2 separate regions of the Bos taurus genome follow, and region 1 is linked to region 2. A link is a contact called in public Hi-C data. All regions are on one chromosome and are shown on one strand. The core of a region is the stretch at or near the end of the contact, and the rest is flanking DNA. Distances in the headings are between cores, read along the strand shown. Region 1 has its middle 13 kb from the start of SIK3. Region 2 overlaps SIK3 (SIK family kinase 3).

Region 1 (2,893 bases), core at 115-2,614, 250 kb before region 2:
AGGCTCCTATGGCCCTGTGAATTTCTTAGCTTTTCCTCAATCATGTCAACAAGTTTGGTGAAGGCTCCAAAGTTTCAGTTGAATAAATTGCCTGAACACTCTTAACAGTGGTGGAAAGAAGGGTAGATAAGGCTGCTGCTGTCTTTGCCTCAACTCAGACTTATTGAATTAGAATCCCTGAGGCGAATTTCCTGAGCGATTATTACACCTATCATTACAGGCACTAAAGATGAAGAACCTTTGTACTGATTTACACCCTTTTCTTTGGTTACATCCAGGCCACAAGCTTATAAACCTTGAAGTTTTTATCATCATTAAGTTTCCTTTGATTTACTTGTCACTTAGCTAGATTGCTGGTTATTGTGTCTCTTCCAAAACAGGAGACTGAAAAATCCTTTCCACCATAGGAAATCCTAAAGGAGATTCAGTTTCCAATTCATTAAGGTGAATTCAGGATTAAGGACAATCAATTTTTCTCCCTACCCCCATAGCTTCATCCCCACTGTATTAAAGATGCAAAGAGAACACCTGTCTCTTGTTTTCAGAGAAGATAAGTGTTGCCTATGGCAACCAACAGACCGCTTGAGATTTACTGCTGCAGGTTCCCTAAGCAACCCTGGCAGCCATCTTTGCAGGGACTCTTCAGCGGGCCAGGGCCACGGATAATCTAGATCTACCGCATCATGGGCTACCACTTGTTTCTGAATTTCCCGGGAGCCATAAGGGACTCAACCAACCTATTCATCAGAGAAAGAGCTAAGGGACCTCTGTCTCCTTTAGGTCCCTGGGGCAAGATAGAACACAGAGAAGGCTTTCTTTGGAAAAAGCAGAGGCAACAGCTGCTCTGGGTATAGGCAAATGGCAAGAATTACCTGGGAGGAAGTCTCCCTACCCAGCCCTTAGTCTGGCACAGAGGTGTTAAAAAGGGCTCTTTTTAAACTCAATTGGCACTTTGGGTGTCGGAGAATTGCTCCTTGAATGTTTACTCTCTGACTTGTGGGCTAAGAGGCATCTTTCAGTATTTAAACAGGCCTGGTGAACAACTTCAAGGGCCAGTGGCCACCTCCTCTGTGATGCCAGTGAATCCAGTCTACTGAACTTGTCATTATCTGAAATGACTCTGTATTAGGTGAACTTTCTGCTGGCCTTTTATGGCTCACTTGATAATACAGGGACCCCAGCACTCTACAAATCCCACTTCATTCCAATGTTCCTGGACACTCCATAGGCTAACATCCTCCATCCCCAAAATATCCACAATGCTCGATCAAGAGCTGCAGCTGCTCTGAGCTGGTCTATGAACACCGCCTCCTACCATGCCGCCTGGCATGGCAGTTTCTGCTGGGGACTGTCACTGCTCTGAAGGGAACAGTACACACACTGTTGCAGCAGCCCTTGCTGGAAACTGACACCTCTGCAGGCTGGCACTGCCACGACCCTGCTCTTTCTTCTGGGTTCTCTGGGTCTTTCCCATTGCTCCGCTGGGCACCTACTAAGTATCAAAGCAGCACCTGGTCCGTAGCGGAGTGGGGAGTAATTTCTACCGCTCTCTGTGTTATGTACTCAGAGAGGGGTCCTCAAACTGTGTGAACCCCAGTGTGTTATAGAGATAAGGAAACAGCTTTTTAAATGTCTACAGACTTGTCATTTCTCTGAGGCCTGGGTTTTCATTTAAGTGTTTAGGGCAATGTTGCATCTGAGTAACAACAATCAGACTCCACCTAGGTGACCAAGGCACTAATTCTTGGTGAGCCTATCACACCTGACTCCATAGTCCCCTAGGAGGAGGTCTCTCAAATGAGGCACCACAGGCTTCTCACAGAAAGACTTCCTCAAAGCCACCTTACATGCTAACCAGACACATCCAGCTGTATCTGAGACACCTGCAGCAGAAGAGACGAGAACCCAATTAATCCTGTGCAGCCTTTCAAGTTTGTGAGCCTTATTTATAGGCTTCCCAGGTGGCTCAGCGGTAAAGAATCTACCTGGCAACGTGGAAGACACAGGAGACACAGGTTCAATCCTTGGGTTGGAAGGATCCCCTGGAGGAGGGCACGGCAAGCCACTCCAGTATTCTTACCTGGAGAATCCCATGGACAGAGGAGCCTGGCGGGCTACAGTCCATAGGGTCGCAAAGGTTCAGATGTGACTGAGCGTGCATGCACATACACACACACACGCCTTATCTATATTTATAAGATCACAAGATACTGGAGACCAGAGACCATGTTTTCCGATTCTTTCCCATCTGTAACATTAGCACAGTCTCACAACTATCTGAACCTTAAGCAAAACAAACCCACACAACTCTTCATAATTTACAAAGCAGTTTTAAAACATTATCTCATTTAGTTTTTACAACCACCCTGTGGCTAGGGTATTAGTAGCCTCATTTTGCAGCCGAGATGCTCCATGCTGTCCAAGGTCACCAAGATACTCAGCCGTGAAGCTGAGCCTTGACCTCTGTTTACTGACTCCAGTCTCTTCCATCACTGCACTGCTGGTGCATTGGGAACACCCACAGCACTCACAGGGCTTCCCTGGGGGCTCAAACTGTAACAAATCTGCCTGCAATGCCTGAGACCTGGGTTTGATCCCTGGGTTGGGAAGATCCCCTGGAGTGGGGGATGTCTACCCACTCCAGTATTCTTGCCTGAAGAATTCCATGGACAGAGGAGCCTGGCAGGCTCCAGTCCATGGGGCCGCAAAGAGTCAGACACGACTGAGCGACTAACACACACACAGTGCTCATACTCTTGATCTAGGTTCAACTTTCCCTTTATGTGACCTCTCTGTATCCTCTCCATCTCAGCAGAAAGTGTGAAAGAGGACCAAAGACAACCTGTTTTCACTTCATCCTTTTCCCTTCCTTTTCCAACTTGCTGTCTCGCGT
Region 2 (2,700 bases), core at 54-2,553:
GAGCCCAGGGCACGTGGCTGGAGGTGAGGTCAGAGGACTTTGGACTTTATTCTGCGGGTTCTGGGTGAGCTGGGGTGTGATTCAGAGCACCAACCGCAGAGACTTGTTTGAAATCTAACCTATTGAGTGGTCTTCAACAAGTTTTTTGACTTCTCTGTGCCTAATTTTAACGTCTCCAAAGTGAGAATAATGATCGTTTCTTCCTCCTGGGATTGCTGTGAGGATTAAATGATATCAAAATATGTGTGAAGTAGTCAGCAGAGTGTCTCCATGCTGCTGTTTTTTTATCATCAGTATCTAGGTTCAGTTCCATCACACGTGCTACCCCCACGTCATCATCAGTACCCTCAAGTTACAGATGAGAACACTTAGAAATAGAGGGTGGTTTTGAAATCAGAATATAGGCATCTTGATTTTGGAGCCATCATTCTTTTTGCAGTGTATTCTGCAACATGAGCTCCCAGAGTGACACCTCTCTGATCTGAATCTCTTTAGCTCAGAGCTCAGTTGTATGCCCCTGCGAATGTGAGAAAATTATCAGTAAAGGTTACCATGTGTGGTAGGGAGGCTCCATGCCTGTCTTCTCCCCACACCTGGGACCCTACACCCGAAAGCGTTAGTGTGCACATCAGAATGCAGAGAGGAGGAAGGAGCTGACTGTATTTTGGGGATCTTGTAAGGCACTGAATAGCTTCAGACACTGAAACTCTTCCTTAATTGCAGCAAATGGGGCCCTACAAAATATAAGTAAATGAAATCCAGGGATTATCCCAGATTTTTTTCTAATCCGACTTTTAGTGAAGGTATTAACCAGGACCCCACTCCCCCCACCCCCAGCCCTGAGTTGAATTTCCCTCTCCTCCACCTCTTCCTGCCTTTGCCTGGCCCCTTCTGGTGTAAGCCATGGCAGAGGTAAGGATCACGAAGTGAGAGAAACAAATGAGAAGCCAGGAGGTAGGAAGTCCACCTGCTCGCCCTGCCCGTGTTCCTCGGCCCCCGCAGCGCCTCCCCCACCGGCACTGATGGCCGGCTCCATGTCTCTTGCAGAATGTGAGCACCTGATCCGCCACATGCTGGTGTTGGACCCCAACAAGCGCCTCTCCATGGAGCAGATCTGCAAGCACAAGTGGATGAAGCTAGGGGATGCGGACCCCAACTTCGATAGGGTGAGCGGGCCTCCACTCGCCCCCAGGAAAGCCTGTTCGGGCTGCTGCAGGCTCTTTTGCATAAGATTGTAACCAGGCCAGGACCTAGAAGGGCAGGCCTGGATGCAGGCTGTTGTGTAATCCTGAAGCAAGTAAAGCCAGCAAGAAGGAAGCTCAACCAGCTGAGCTGTTGCGGAATAGTGATACCAGTTCCTGACCGCATGTCCTCACATCCGGGTCCCTTCCCGGGTCTTGGGACAGTACAGCCTCTTCCCACGGGATTGTTCACCTACTCTTATCTCTCGCTGTGCACAGTCCAACAGATCCTGCAGCATTCCTTTATTTAAATCATCGTAGCCATCCCAGGTACCCCAGGAGCTCAGGAAAATAGTGGCCTAGCCATCTTATCTGCTCCTAGCTGAGTACCCAGGGCTTTCTTGCTTAGGCTTCATCTAAGGCCAAAAATATCACAAGCTAGGGAGCATGGAACAGCTTGTTCATTATATATGATCTGCCATCTTGACGTAGTTAATTGGGAGTTTGATAGCTTGCCTTTTTTTGTTACAGTTAATAGCCGAATGCCAGCAGCTGAAGGAAGAAAGGCAGATGGACCCTCTGAATGAGGATGTCCTCTTAGCCATGGAAAACATGGGACTGGACAAAGAGCGGACACTGCAGGTACCTAAGTGAGCAGAGGCCGGGGTGGGGGCTGCTCTCCCTCTGCCCTGTCTTTCCCATGTATCCTTCTTCCTGGGAACCTGGATCTTTTCATTTTCCTCCCATTCTTCCTCTGCCCCTTGAAAAGAAGGCGCTTTATTATTCTACTATTACTTTTAAAAGAGTTTTGGTCATTGATGTGCTGTTTCACCAGGGTTTTTTGCTCTTTCCCCTTTTGTCTCGGTAGTCGTTAAGATCAGATGCCTATGATCACTATAGTGCAATCTACAGCCTGCTGTGTGACCGGCATAAGAGACATAAAACCCTGCGTGTTGGAGTACCTCCTGGCATGCCCCGAACCATGGGCTTCCAGCCGCCAGTCAACCTCCAGGTGGGTGATAACTCCAGTGATCAGATTCAGGACTAGTAACGTGGAGAGGGGTGGTGGTTATCCATCGCTCTCTAACGCCAGATCATGCTTATCCGTCGGCTTACCTGCTCTTCTTACCCATCGCCTCCCACCTGCCATCTCTTCCTTTGTCAGAGGCCAAGCAAAGAACTCAGTCTTTCTTTGATAGAGTGGGTGGAAGAGTATTCCAGCACTTGGAAGGGACACCAATAGTTGAGTTTTTTTTTTTAAGAAACCGTAAATCATTGTGAGAGACTGTCTTCGCTAAAGAATACTTCCTTGTAGCTTCTAAGAGCAGAGGAACCAAAAACTCAAAAGTAGAAACATAGACTTTAGCCATCAAGAATGTTTTGAAAGCCTCTATGATTTCCCTCTGGTGTTGAAAAGCCTGTATGTGTGTGTGCTGCTTTCCAGGCGGAGCAGGCTGGTACCACTATGAACATCAGCGTCCCCCAGGTGCAGCTCATCAACCCAGAGAATCAAATCGTG

Evidence for each region. Hi-C and Micro-C count contacts between places; a contact is called where the count stands out from the background.
Region 1: a contact with region 2 is called in a Hi-C map of skin fibroblasts, with 8 times the contacts expected there. The contact joins two enhancer-like sites. A contact is called at or near these places in 5 of 11 Hi-C or Micro-C datasets (blastocyst, liver, skeletal muscle and 2 more).

Annotation. Positions count from the first base shown.
Region 1 is chr15:27,790,097-27,792,989 of ARS-UCD2.0, reverse strand. No RefSeq gene overlaps it. Among named protein-coding and RNA genes, the nearest start is that of SIK3, 13 kb to the right of the region's middle. Within about 2 kb of position 1,364, at least 13 of the 102 cell types and tissues checked have an H3K27ac peak or open chromatin away from gene starts, as enhancers often do.
Region 2 is chr15:27,542,929-27,545,628 of ARS-UCD2.0, reverse strand. It overlaps SIK3 (SIK family kinase 3), which reads left to right. Exons shown (of 24, transcript XM_010812395.3): 7 at 1,048-1,166; 8 at 1,713-1,823; 9 at 2,050-2,193; 10 at 2,626-2,700. Among named protein-coding and RNA genes, the nearest start is that of APOA1, 39 kb to the right of the region's middle. Within about 2 kb of position 1,303, at least 7 of the 102 cell types and tissues checked have an H3K27ac peak or open chromatin away from gene starts, as enhancers often do.